Linked DNA regions of Sus scrofa: region 2 is linked to region 1. The links are chromatin contacts, called in public Hi-C maps. All regions are on one chromosome and are shown on one strand. The core of a region is the stretch at or near the end of the contact, and the rest is flanking DNA. Distances in the headings are between cores, read along the strand shown.

Region 1 (6,859 bases), core at 504-3,003:
GTGGCACAGCAGAAACAAATCCGACTAGTAACCATGAGGATGCGGGTTCAATCCCTGGCCTTGCTCAGTAAGTCAGTTATCGGGTGTTGCCGTGAACTGCAGTTTATGTCCCAGAGGTGATGTAGGCCAGCAGCTACAGCTCTAAACCCCTAGCCTGAGAACTGACATGTGCTGTGGGTGTGGCCCTAAAAAGCAAAAAAAAAAAAAAAAAAAAAAGAAAAGAAAAGAAACAAACCTACTCATCTGATTTATCTGCAGCATGACATATATAAGATCATTCTTCATAAAACTCTTTTTGTAATTGTCATCTGCATACATCTGGGTGATGTTTCTACCATGTTTTTGTCTTTTGTAATCACTCTGCCTAGCCTTTCTTTGATATAATCCATTTATCAGCAATAATTTTAACTCCTAACAGGTGAAGTGCATAGCTCTACCGACCCAGTAATTCGTTACTTTTGTTTTCACAATAACATGCAAAATGAAACGTTTAACAGCACAAATATATCAGCATTTTTAGCCCTTCAGACACTTTCAGGAAGAAATTTCCCATCTTTTCATAGTGTAGATAGACTCTGAAAAAAAAACACACAGCATTGTTTTAGTAACTGGAAAAAAAATCACAGTTCATTTGAGACACTGGGCAAAATTACTTGATCTCAGTTACTTAGTTTAAAAGAAAATCAGTTCCTAAAGTAGTCGTATATATGGAGTTCTACAAATTAAACACTAAATGTATTTTTAAAATAGCGATCCATGCTACCGAAGATCCAGTCTTCGCAGTATTTTTAAGCATACACCCTAAGTTTCTTCAAATGCCGCTACACTCCGGAACCAAACGCCAGCCTTAAACAGGTATTCCCTTACAACATCTCCCTGCCTTCGCGGGCACGTATGAAGATGTTTTAAACCAAGTTTATTTACTTCCGTAGGATTCAGTCCCTGTCACTTCTTTACTGCAGGCCCAAAGCATCGTCCTTTTTCCAGCTCAGCTATCTTCCAACATCGATTTCTTTGGAACCTTTTCCAAATCATCTCTGTATGAAAAACCAGTGAAGGTGCAACACCTTGGGAAGGATTAAGGCTGGCTGGAGAATGAATGACAAGATAAAAAATAAATTTGGGAAGGGCAGCCCAATTCTGTAGGTGGAATCTTCTCCGACCAAAGGTGAGAGTGGCCACGCCGGGTCCCCGCATCTACCAAAAAACACAACCGCCCCGACTATCCTGTTTACGGTGCTCTGAGACCAGGAGACAAACTCCCTCAATCCCTTAATTATAAACGGTGCAAGTGACAGGGACCAATACCTGCAGGACCCTGAGGCCGAGGCCCACTCGGCCTCTGATGCCGCCACTAGCCGGGCTCGTCCGACTCAGTCCCCAGGTACCGCTTCCAGCCCCTCCCACCCCGGTACCCAGGTTCGGAACCCCAGGCTCTTCGGCCCGCTTGTCCTCCTCCTCACCGTCCCCTCTGCACCACCTCTCGGCTCCCGCGTTCCCTAAAACCTCAGCCGGCGCGGCGGAACCTTCCCCGCGCTCCTAACATGGCGGCCGAGTCCCCTTTACTCCCTTGGCCCGCTCTGGGCGCGTCTGACCTTGGCGCATTTTGGGCTTTGTAGTTCCGGCGATAGCCTCTGTGTCCCGCCAGTCCGTGAGGAGACTACAATTCCCAGAACCCTCCGCTTCTGAGCATGGCTATTGGGGCCTTTTGGACAGAGGGATGATGTCATTGCAAAAACCCCACTGCATTCATTGTGCTACGGTCTATCCTCCCCCCTGCTGCTGCTAGGCTTGCTATTGCCGCTCGCTCCAGCTGAGCTAAGAGTAGCAGCAAGCACCAGGGCAGGGGCTGACTCCAGCCCTTGGACTTAGGACTCCGCAACACCTTCCCTTGCGTGCGTGACTCATTCGCACATCCTTTCTGTTTATGCCTGGGGTGGGGAGAAAAATCCCAAACCAGGTGAGTTGAAGTGATTTATTCAATAGGTTCTACCAAGTTATTCCTCCCGCTTAGTTCTCAAGGCTTTCTTTTGGGAAGATGGGGGCGGGAGGATTGGGGAGGTGCTCGCAAAGCGCTGCTAAGCGAAAAGCTCTGTACAATTTGGGTCACTGCAAAGAACAACTCCAGCAACCTTCCCCCACCAGAGGACCGATGCCTGCCAGTTCCCTAGTCGCAACTCCCCTCAACCTTTTCGGAGGCTGGGAGAGGGGGCTGGGCTGGGGTGGATGTTGGGAAGTGCTCTTGGAAAATCAGGGGAAGGCAGAGGTGGGAGACTGCAGTCCTGTCACATACGGCCCGAGTGCTGAGATTTGAGTGGGAAGGGGTGATGCGTGGGGAGAAATGGAGACAGTGATTTAATGTGGTCGCACTACTTTGGAACATTTCTGTGCCACTTGGGCGAGCACACACTATTCATTTTTAAGACGAGCGGGCTTCTGAGTAGGTTAAGTTTTGTGGGGCGTTATTTTGTGCGTGTGTCCATGTCGTTTGTCTCGCCTTTTCTGCTGATTTGAGGTGACAGTGTCCTTTAATGGTGCACTATGCCAGTCACAAACGTTTCACGTGTCTGGGGAAGGTTCTCTTAGGCTGCTAGAAGCAACATTTTTTTTTTTAAGTGTTTTTCTTCTCCCGACTGCAGGATTTCAGGATTGTTTGGAAGTGGAGCCGACAGATTTGTGCTTGTGTGAGTGTTTTAAATTACATTGCAATAGGCTCCTTGCCACTGACAGTGGTACCATAATGAGCTGCTGTTTCCTGAGGCACAATCACCAGTCACAAATAACGGTTCGGAGAAGGGATCATTAGGGACACTCGGGTTCATTTTAACGCATCAGGGAAAGGAAAAGTTAGAAGCGCTGTTAACCTTCATTTGCCATTGCTGAAAGGTACACAGGAGGAGTGAGTGATCCTGCTGAGGGAAACTGAGGAGCATAGTAGAGTTTTTTGGTTTTTTTTTTTTTTTTTTGGCGTGTGGGTTTTGGTTTTTAAACAAACTGACACGTTTAACAGAACAGAGAGCATCCTGATTTGTATGATATTGGCTCTCTTCTTGTAAGAGTTATTAGGATGATTAGTGCAATAAATACGTTATTTTGAAGTACACAGCTGGTTGACTCCAGAACAGATGGGGCTAGTCTTAGCTGAGAGATCTACAACCTTGGAAATGAATGGACCTGGGGTCAACCACACCCCCTCTTGGAATGTCAAAAGGAGAAATGCCAGACTGTTTTATGCTTAACTCCAAAATGCCAAACCTTTTCATAACCAAGTCAGGCATTGGGGGGAAGTCATCACTAGTTGTCTTCTGCTGCTGAACCAATTTGTTCATTTTTAATTCAGACCTTTAAGTCTCTAAAGTTGCAGCTGGGCGATGCTTCGTTAAATGCTGCTTGTTACTGAATGCAAAGGACAGTCCATTGTATGGGCTTTGTGGTAGAGTGATTTATTGGGAGGCAATGAGCAGCTTTGGGATTTGGGAAAAGATGGACTGTCTGGCTTTTCCTCTCTGCATCTCTCTGTTGCTTACTCTGTGCTTTTCTGAGCACCCTTCTCCACCCCCCAAACCCTGCCCCTCCCACCTTCCTTTCCCCACCCTTCTAGGTCTCTTAAAGTTCTTCTAGTTTCTTTCCCTGTCTTTCCATTTGTAATTCTCATTTTTCCTCTGTGTTTTGAAATCTCCGTCTTTTATCAGCAGTATATTGCATCTCTTTCTCTAAGTCTCTTTCCAGTCTCTGAATACCCTCCCATCCCTTCTCTACCTCACGCAGAAACTCCAGGGTGAATGAAACTGCGAATATTTATTCTACGGAATCATCATTGAAGAGGCTCTTTGCCTTTTCTTTTTCTTGCAGTTGGTGCTTGGCAGGATGAACGGCAATGTACCTCACCCCTTGGCCTGGTTTGTGGCTACTGTGACAGACATGATTTGGATAGTGAACTGTTGGAGTTGAGCTCATGCCACTTTTCCTTTCATTGGTACCTGTATTGAGAGCTGCCAGTGGGTTAGCAAGGTTTTAAAATAAACGAAATGCTCTCATAATTCCCAAAGAAGAAGCAGACTTTGAATGGCTTCTGCCTCACTTAGTATTTTTTTTTTTTTTTTTTTTTTCTTTTCTTGCTTCAGTAAGTGTCTTTTCCCCTCCCTTCCCTGTTGATTGCTGAGGAGCAGGTCCAGGTGGCCAAACTACCCATTTGTGTGTGTTTTTTTAAAGATGCTTGAAACAGCAACAGCTTTCACTCCTGTCCTTTCTATTTCTTTGTGGATGAAAGAAGTTTGTTATTTTATACCCCTTCTATTAAGAAGGAGGGTGTGGTGGTGGTTATGTTTGTTTGTGTAAGACTGCTTCTCTGGGCATGAAAAGTCTAACTGCCGCCCATCTGGAGGCAACGAGTGTGACAGGCAGATTCAGAAGCTGTCATTTTAGATCTCTCACTCACCACCTTTTCATTCCTAATTTTCTCCTTCTAAGTTTCTCCCTTTCCTACTCAGGCTCTTTAGTGTTTTAAGGAGGAGAAATGAGCTGAATGAAAGGTTAGTTTTGGTCCCTTCACTGCTATCTCTGTGACCTTGAATAACTATGCATTTGTTTCTCCCTTCGTTTAACTCCTTTGCAAAGGGATAAGGATCCTTGCCCATTGGGTTTACTTGGCCTAATGTTGTGGTCCCCCCGCCTGTTCTTCTGACAGCAGATATTGTGAGCAACTACTGTGCTCCAAGGACTGGATTCCTCAGTGAAAAGAGAAGCTTCCCCTGCCCTCATGGAGTTTATGTTCTAACAGGGAAGATAATTATTGGATAAGTAATTGCAAGTGTGATGAATGCTACTACCAAAGGAGGATGTCCTACAAGATGGGATAGGAGTGCCTAATGTGGTGTGCTGCCCTTGTCTGGAGCAATCCGGGAAACCTTCCTGTAGGAAGGGACATCTCAAGAAACTTGGAAAGTGAGTGGAAATAATTTAGGACGGCAATGGGAGATGGGGACAAAGAATTCTGACTGGGTGAACTTGCACGTTCAAAGTACAATGTAAAGAGTGATGCATATGAGGATTTGAAAGGTTAGTCAGTATATGGGGGCAGAGCATGGGGAGAGAGATCAGAATGAAGCAGGCTGCAGAGGGGAGCAGAGTCTTAGTGGGCAGTTTGCTGAGCCACAGGTGAATTTGGTCTTTAGCCTAAGTGAGAGCTTTAATTTGCAAGGTGAATTACATGTGCAAGTAGAATGATATTAACGCCATCACTGTGGCTGTTAAGTGAACAAAGTATTGGAGGGAATTGGTGGAAGTGAAAGTGAGATGAAGTACCAAGTCATTTCTGTAGTCTACGTGTGGAATGGTGGCGTGACTGAATGCAAGTTCGCGTGCTTGACACACAGTGAGGCCAAACTGAAACGTCACAATTTGGAGCATCGAAAGGTTTATTGCAGGACCAAGCAAGGAGAACGCATGGCTCGCGCTCAAAAAACCCCCAAGTTCCCTGATGGTTTTCAGGGAGAAGTTTTTCTAGGGTGAGGGCTGTGAGGTATGTGGCTTTCTTCTGACTGGTTGATGGTGAAGTAACAGGGCACTGTTCCAACTGTCTTGTGATAAGCCTGAAGTTGCCTTCCTTCACTTGGTGGGGATTCCTGCGGCAGAACTCAAAGATACTGTTATGTATATTCCTTGAGGGGGACCTGGGATCCTGCTTGGATGACTACACTATCGTTTTTTTTTGTTGATCGCTCCTCCTGGGTTTCTGCATTCCCTCTCTTCCCTGATTGTTTGAATCTGCTCTTTGAAAGGTGGGGAGGTCTAGGAGACCTTTATCCTGCAAATAAGAACCGGAGGACTAGAAAGGCTTTTGTACCCAGGAGGGCCCCCCAGGGTCCTGCTAAGTTTCAGGGGTGGCTTGGGTCTAGGCTGGTGGAGGGAGGCTTGAGAGAAGGGAAGAGATTGGAGAGAAACGAAGTTTGAAGATTATAATTGATAAGACTGCTGATTGATTAGATGTGGGGATAAGGAGAAGGGGAAGTGAAGATGAACCACTAAGGATGCTACTTACAGAGAAAGAGTCCCCTGAATGGGGACCAGATTTTTTGTTTGTTTGAGGAGAGACTTTTGGACACAGTGAGGTTGAGGTTCCAGGAAGCCATCTAAGATCTTTCTTTCACTGGGTCCATGTGTAGGATGCAGCATGGGAGAAAAGTGGAGAGCTCTGATGAGGCTTTCTAAGACTGAGTACTATTTATTTATTAGCTGTGTGTTGGGCACGTCATATTCTTCTTCTGAGCTTTAGTTTCCTCATCTGTAAATTCTGTTTATTTTATTTATTTATTTATCTATGGTCATCAGCTATATGTACACTGTGCTAGGAATATAGCATTTAAGAGTGTTTGCTGGGTGAGGGAGATAAAAAATAATCACATTGAGAAGTCCATAGGTGGTGCTAGGAGAGCACAGCCTCCCTGGAGGCTTTCTTGCTTTCTTGTGGGGTCCGGGTGTTGCCGAATAGAAACATGGAGACAGAGTTTTGGGTGAAGGAGAAAAAGAAAGCTTTGTTGCTTTGCTAGGTAGATGGGGCCACAGCAAGCTAATGCCCTAAAGACTGTGCCCCCCTTGGGAGAGATTAGGAGGTGGTTTTATGGTTTGGGGAGTGGACGATAGGGCGGTAGACAGGATCAGGATAGAGGCAAGGTAGCTTTGTTTCTCAAAGCTGGTGTTTAGTGGCCCCAGGACTGGTTCTAAGGGGTCCTCCTTCTTGGAATGAAGAATGCTTCATCAAGTAGTTCCATTCCTTGGGGTTTTAGTTCTGCAGAAAGGTTCAAGGACACTGTTATGTATCTTCCTCGAGGATGAACCAGGACCCTGCCCCAAGGCTGCA
Region 2 (6,553 bases), core at 634-3,133, 120 kb after region 1:
TGAAGGTTAAATGATATAATGTGTGTGATACCATCTATTTGTGCACTTCTTGAGGGTAGTTATCTTAAACCTAGCTCAGTGCCTAGCAATTTGCTGAATACTTTTAATGAATGATAGAACTTAACACTGGGTCTGTCACATAAGTTAACGGTTATCAAGAAATAGTTATTGACTCTTTAAAGACAGAAACTAAAAGAAAAGTTTGGTTGGCCACAATACCACATTAGATTCTGGTCCCTGGGCATAATCAGTCATCCAAAAGGTAAAGCTATGGCTTTCATAATTGACAGTTATCAAATAAATTGATAAAATGAAAATGCTGATTGAAAAAACTATGTAGCTAAAATTTCTCCTTTAGATAAATTTGGATGAAGTGAATTTTTGTATGTAAATTAAAAAACCTATTCCAACCTCTGTCCATTAAGAGATTGTTACAGTTTAATGAGTAAAGTATATGTAAACTGTTGTTTTTAATTTACCTACAGTATTTACCAAGGAGAACATTTTGAGCTGAATGATAAAAACATTGACATACAAGTTTGGTCTATATAAAGGATAGATTTTGAATTAAATAGCTTATGAAAGGTAACTGTAGATAAGTGGATAAATTACAGAGTAACTGTAGTTAAGTGGATAAATTACAGAGTAACTGTAGATAAGTGGATAAATTAAAGAGTATATGCAGAAAGGCCAATGATAGAAGACTAAGAGACACCCCTTTTAAAAAGGCAGGCAAATAAGGAGGCAGTCAAGGACAGTAAGAGGGATGATCAGACATACACCTAAGACCTGAGTAAGAAGGAACCCTATCCCAGCACCATGTTTCAGGGAGATTAATGCTTTGGAGTTATCTTCCTCAAGATTTTCTAAACACTCCTCCAGTTCCTGGGACTAAGGAAGGTATCCTGAGCCTAGATCTGGTCCCACATGAACCCTGGTCACCAGAATGACTCTTAAAAAATTTTAAGTCTCACTTTGGTGCTGGGACAGGTACCATTTCTCTCCTTTGAGGTATCTCTGACCCTCTAACCACTCTTGGTGTGGAACAGATGCTCTGAGGAGCTCTGGGTCTTGTGTCTATGGAATTTCCCTGGTTCCAAAGAGGGGACCATGTCCACTGGCTGAAGTAATATTTTTTTTTTCACATAATAGTATGAGACTAGCTGCCAGAATGGCACTGACATGGTTTTAGGTGATTCTCTTTTTTTTTTTTGTCTTTTGACCTTTTAGGGCCACACCTGTGGCATATGGAGGTTCCCAGGCCATGGGTCTAATGGGAGCTATTGCTGCTGGCCTACGCCACAGCCACAGCAATGCTAGATCCGAGCCTCATCTGCGACCTACACCATAGCTCACGGCAATGCTGGATCCTTAACCCACTGAGCAAGGCCAGGGATTGAACCCACAACTTCATGTTTCCTAGTCGGATTTGTTTCCACTCTGCCATGACAGGATCTCTGGTTTTAGGTGATTCTCATATTGGACACAGCATGTATTCAGGATTTTAGGCTACTAAACGATTTACTGTTGGGATTGAGTTGTGTGTGTAGGTCTGTGCATTGGCTCCCACTGATCTGTGTTCCAACTATGGTACTGTCTCTGATCTGAAGACCCCGAGGCTTGTGAGGATGGTGGCACTGTTCTTAATCCTGTCCACCTCCCACCACTGGCACCAGGGAGGTCACTCTACCCCTCTCTGCAGGTTCTGCACTGTATCAGGACAGGCCCATCTCATCTGAGGCCTTTAAAGACTGTTGCTCCACTATGCCAACTGGATCTTCCAGTCACTGTCCTCTCATTTCCAATTGACAGTGACATTGTGCTCCCCAGATCTGGGCTTAAGCCATGCTGATGGAGGAATGGACATTCCTTGCATAAATGAAACCACTCTTCTTGCTCCACCCATGGGCTTCTTGCCTATTCTTCCAGGGTGTGGCTAAGAGATCACAGTTTAGGAATGCAATAATTGCAGCCTAAAAAATTCAGGAGAAGATATGGTTAGAATATGCATTCTACATTTATGCTAGAAAAGCCCAAATGCTAAATCTAATATAACCAGAAAATGAAATATTATTCACATTTTCCTGCATACTGTGGATAAGACTTGCATTTCTGGCAATCATCAATGAAGCAGAGTAACATCTGAGAGTTACTGGAAGCCAGTATTCATGGTGGCACAATGAATGCAGCATCATGAGTAAAGATGTAACAAGCATTAAATAAACAATATTAGGGAACTGTAGAGGCAATACCTATATAGTTCAATACAATAGTAACTGCATTGCTACTCTTTAATCATCATGGGACATATGAAATTAGCCAGGAGTGGCACATTTGACAATAAAGAATGTGAAGAGGAGTTCCTGTTGTGGCTCAGTGGTTAACAAACCTGACTAGGATCCATGAGGAGGCAGGTTCCATCTCTGGCCTCGCTCAGTGGGTTAAGGATCTGGCGTTGCTGTGAGCTGTGGTATAGGTTGCAAACTTGGCTCAGATCCTGTGTCTCTGTGGCTGTGCTATAGGCCAGCAACTACAGCTCTGATTTGACCCCTAGCCTGGGAACCTCCATATGCCATGGGTGTGGCCCTAAAAAGACAAAAGACAACCAAACAAAATAAAAACAAACAAACATAAAGAGACTATTTCCTTGGCCTGAGAAAGAGATGCTGCCTATAAAGAATTTTCACATGCACTGACTGGGCAATAAATACACACATTTCCTTATCCATTACTCTAAATCTTCACTGACAGACTACCTAACGTGGGACCATTTAGAATCAAGTTGTTGGAGTTCTCTTGTGACGCAGTGGGTTAAGTATCTGGCATTGTTACTGCAGTGGCTTGGGTTGCTGCTCTGGTGCAGCTTGCAGCCCTGGCCTGAGAACTTCCACATGCAGTGGGTGCGGCCAAATAAATAAGTAAATGATTGTTTATATAGGGCTCTGCAAAAACCAAACCAAACAAACAAACAAACAAAAAAAAACAAAAAACAACCCAAAAACCAAAAGCACAAAAAACCCCCCCTGCCCTACAAGCATGCTTTGCTTGATCAGACTAGGAGAAACCAGAAAACACGACTCTTAAGTACACAGTGATAGAGAGCAGGAAAAGGAAACTCATTCAACACTGCTGGTAGGCAACTATATACTGACTCTTTACTCTTAAAAAGTAAGGAAAGTACCTGTACAATAGAGATCTAGGGAGTTCCCTTTGCGGCTCAGCAGTTAACGAATCCGACTAGGACCTGTGAGGATGTGGGTTTGATCCCTGGCCTCGCTCGGTGGGTTAAGGATCTGGCGTTGCCGTGAGCTGTGGTGTGGGTCAAAGATGTGGCTTGGCTCCAACATTGCTGTGGCTGTGGTGTAGGCTGGCTACAGCTCCGATTTTATCCTTAGCTTGGGAACTTACATATGCTGCGGGTGTGTCCCTAAATAGCAACAAACCCCACAAACAAACAAAAAAACAAACCAAACCAAACAAACAAAAAAAACCCAACCAATAGAGATCTTGTGGGCAACATCTTAAAGAATCTCATTTAGCATCAATAGTAAGAAAACTTGACATTGTGTCTCCCAATGTGATACAACATGAAGCACATGACATAAACCCATGAAATCTCTGCCCAAACCCTGAATCTGACTGAGTCTTTAGAGCTTATTTATGGGAAATCCTGGGGGATAGAGAGACAAGATAATGAACTATAAACAAGCAAATACAAAATCTAGAATGTGAGACATTCTACAAAACAATGGTCTGAGTTTTTCATTAAGACAATGTGGTGGAAAATAAGAGGTGAAGTTTTAGAAAAAGAGACAAGAGACCCACCGAACACCACAGAGTCACCTTAATGAAATCCTGGTTAAACATCAACACCAATTACAAGGCAATTTAGGGACAAGTAGAAAAGCTTAGGAGCTCCCATCATGGCTCAGTGGTTAATGAATCTGACTAGGAACCATGACGTTGCGGGTTTGATCCCTGACCTTGCTCAGTGGGTTAAGGATCCGGCGTTCCCGTGAGCTGTGGTGTAGGTTGCAAACATGGCTCGGATCCCACGTTGCTGTGGCTCTGGTGTAAGCCAGCAGCTATAGCTCCGATTCGACCCCTAGCCTGGGAACCTCCATATGCTGTGGGAGCGGCCCAAGAAATGGCAAAAAGACAAAAAAAAAAAAAAGAGCTTAAATATGGCCTAAACATTAGATGATATTATAGAATTACTATTTTTTTTTTTTTTTTTTTTGTCTTTTTGCCTTTTCTAGGGCCGCTCCCGTGGCATATGGAGGTTCTCAGACTAGAGGTCTAATCAGAGCTGTAGCCGCCGGCCTGTGCCAGAGCCACAGCAACTGAGGATCTGAGCTGCGTCTGCAAACTTCACCGCAGCTCACGGCAATGCCGGGTCCTTAACCCACTGAGCAAGGCCAGGGATTGAACCTGCAACCCCGTGGTTCCCAGTCGGATTCGTTAACCACTGGGCCACAGCGGGAACTCCTAGAATTACTATTTCTTTAATGTGATAATGATATTGTAGTTTTGTACCCAAAAAAGTCCTTATTTTATGAAAACTCATGAAGTATTTAGCGGTAAAATGTCATTTCTGCAGCTTATCTTCAAAAGGTCCAACAAAAACAACTATATTTATCTACAAGCCCACATTAGAAACAAATACATCCATACATAAAAGATAAAACATTGAAAGTGGGAATTCCTGCTGTAGTGCAGTGGGTTAAGAATCTGACTGCAGCTGCTTGGGTTGCTGTGGAGACGCAGGATCCCCTGCCTGGCGCAGTGGATTAAAGGATCCTGATTCAATCCCTGCCCCAGGAACATCCGAGTCCTTCAGGTGTGGGCCATAAAACAACAAAAAAATAAAAATACATATGATTGAATCGAGGTAGTATGTACAGATGCTATCTCATGAGTATCATTCCTTCAAATTTTTTGTTTGTAAATTTTCAAAATAAAAAGCAGGGGAAGGAGAAAAAGTCAGGAGAGAAGGTAAAGAAGGTAGGTATAATGCATCAACAGCCCAAACAGAAAGACTAGCACTAAATAGGAGGTGTCATCATTTGCTGAGATTAGAGAAGTTGTGGGGGAGTAGATACAGACAAGTGGGGAGGTAGGGAATGCCAGGTGAGTTCCATGAAGGACCAGGCAAGGGAGTAGGGAGCTCAGTGGCATGAAGAGAGTGAAGATTTGGAATAGCTGTTGTAGGGAATGGCAAAGGAGCTGACCAGGTACATAGGAGATTTTACGGGGTACAGCTGAGGCACTGCTAAGGACTTGAATGCTTTGTCTAGAACTACTTTTCATCTTTGTTCTTTATTAGCCCTTCAAGCTTATCTTTCTATCGCAGAACTTCCCGGTTACTAAGTGTTTACTCTTCTTGACCATGAGTTTCTTGAGGTAAGGGGCTTGACTTTCGTTTTTGAGTTCCTGGCATCTGGCACAATGCATTTAGTAAGCATTCAATGAGTACTTATTAAATAAAATAGTGATAATTTCACATTGGACTCTAAATAGTAAGTTTTTATTGACCCTTTCTTATCCCAACCCATAGATGCTGTTAAGTTAACTGATTCTCTGCCATTCTCCCAGAGCAACATAAATGTAGTATCCATTAAAAACTTTCATCATTTCATTTACTGCACTGTACTGAAACAGTCTTCTATTTCTATCTTACTCAGTGGACTAAAATCTTTTGAGATCAGTGATCCTGTAGCTTTGTATCACAAACTCATCACAATAGTTGGCTTAATACATGGCAGACATTTTTTGATTTACGCTGAACAATTAAGACTAAGTTTTGGTTTGCAAAGGCTTTATTTCTGAATGTATGTGCAATTTTAACAAATACTTTTTACAAGCAAAATCAACAGTATTACTTAAGTACAATCAACAATATAAGATAAAGTGCCAAATTACGTGAAATCAGAGTGATCTGGGTAAAACACTGGGAAAAACAATGGCTTTCCCACATTTAAAAAGACACACCATCACCTCTTTTCTATTTGCTTCTCTTCAAGTATTCAAAGTGGTAAGAAAGTTTTCCATGCCATTGGAGGTAAGAGTTTCTAAACAGACTTACATTTAAAAGTTCAATAATTGGGTTCAGGGGACATTCTGTGAAAACAACTCAGGAGACCAAGCACTTGTAGTTTCAGGCACTGAAGGTGGCCAGTTTTCTGAAAATGGAAGGCAACATTTGACTTCTGAACAAGAACCAAGTCCCAAAACCGACTCTTTGAAAATCCAGCCTGACCTCGTAGTGTTACAGTTAGTTTTCTGTTTTGTAACTGTTGCTGTAAATGTATTCTTTAAATTAAACTCCTTCTTAGCTAAATATTTATCAGTTCTTTGTTTGATGTATTTCAGTTTTTTTCTTGGTAACTCTTTTTGATTAGGAGAATTATAAGCAGCAGGGCATTTCCTTAGACCCATGGCCCGGAATCCAAGTTTTTCTGAGGGAAAGACTTTCTGTGTGGTTGGAGGGACCCATTCGTCAACATCAGTGCCAAGGCCCTTGGCAATAGGACAGTCGTTGAAAACCTCTGGC

The links. A called contact is a pair of places that touch in the nucleus more often than the background predicts.
Region 2: a contact with region 1 is called in a Hi-C map of omental adipose tissue, with 1.6 times the contacts expected there. The contact joins the enhancer-like site here to the promoter of RAB30 in region 1. A contact is called at or near these places in 5 of 47 Hi-C or Micro-C datasets (embryonic fibroblasts, fetal heart ventricle, heart right ventricle and 1 more) and 1 of 2 datasets of contacts at active chromatin or transcription factors (skeletal muscle).

The regions. Positions count from the first base shown.
Region 1 is chr9:17,217,635-17,224,493 of Sscrofa11.1, reverse strand. RAB30 (ras-related protein Rab-30) reads left to right here and starts at 1,753. Exons shown (of 5, transcript XM_021062576.1): 1 at 1,753-1,960. LOC110255408 (a long non-coding RNA gene) reads right to left here and starts at 1,580. Exons shown (of 2, transcript XR_002335559.1): 1 at 1,309-1,580; 2 at 1-575.
Region 2 is chr9:17,096,846-17,103,398 of Sscrofa11.1, reverse strand. The region is part of intron 1 of PRCP (lysosomal Pro-X carboxypeptidase); the gene reads left to right. DDIAS (DNA damage-induced apoptosis suppressor protein) reads right to left here. Exons shown (of 5, transcript XM_003129716.6): 5 at 5,802-6,553. The coding sequence ends at 6,109. Among named protein-coding and RNA genes, the nearest start is that of DDIAS, 22 kb to the right of the region's middle. Within about 2 kb of position 1,883, at least 4 of the 83 cell types and tissues checked have an H3K27ac peak or open chromatin away from gene starts, as enhancers often do. A contact at or near this core is called in omental adipose tissue, where this site is marked.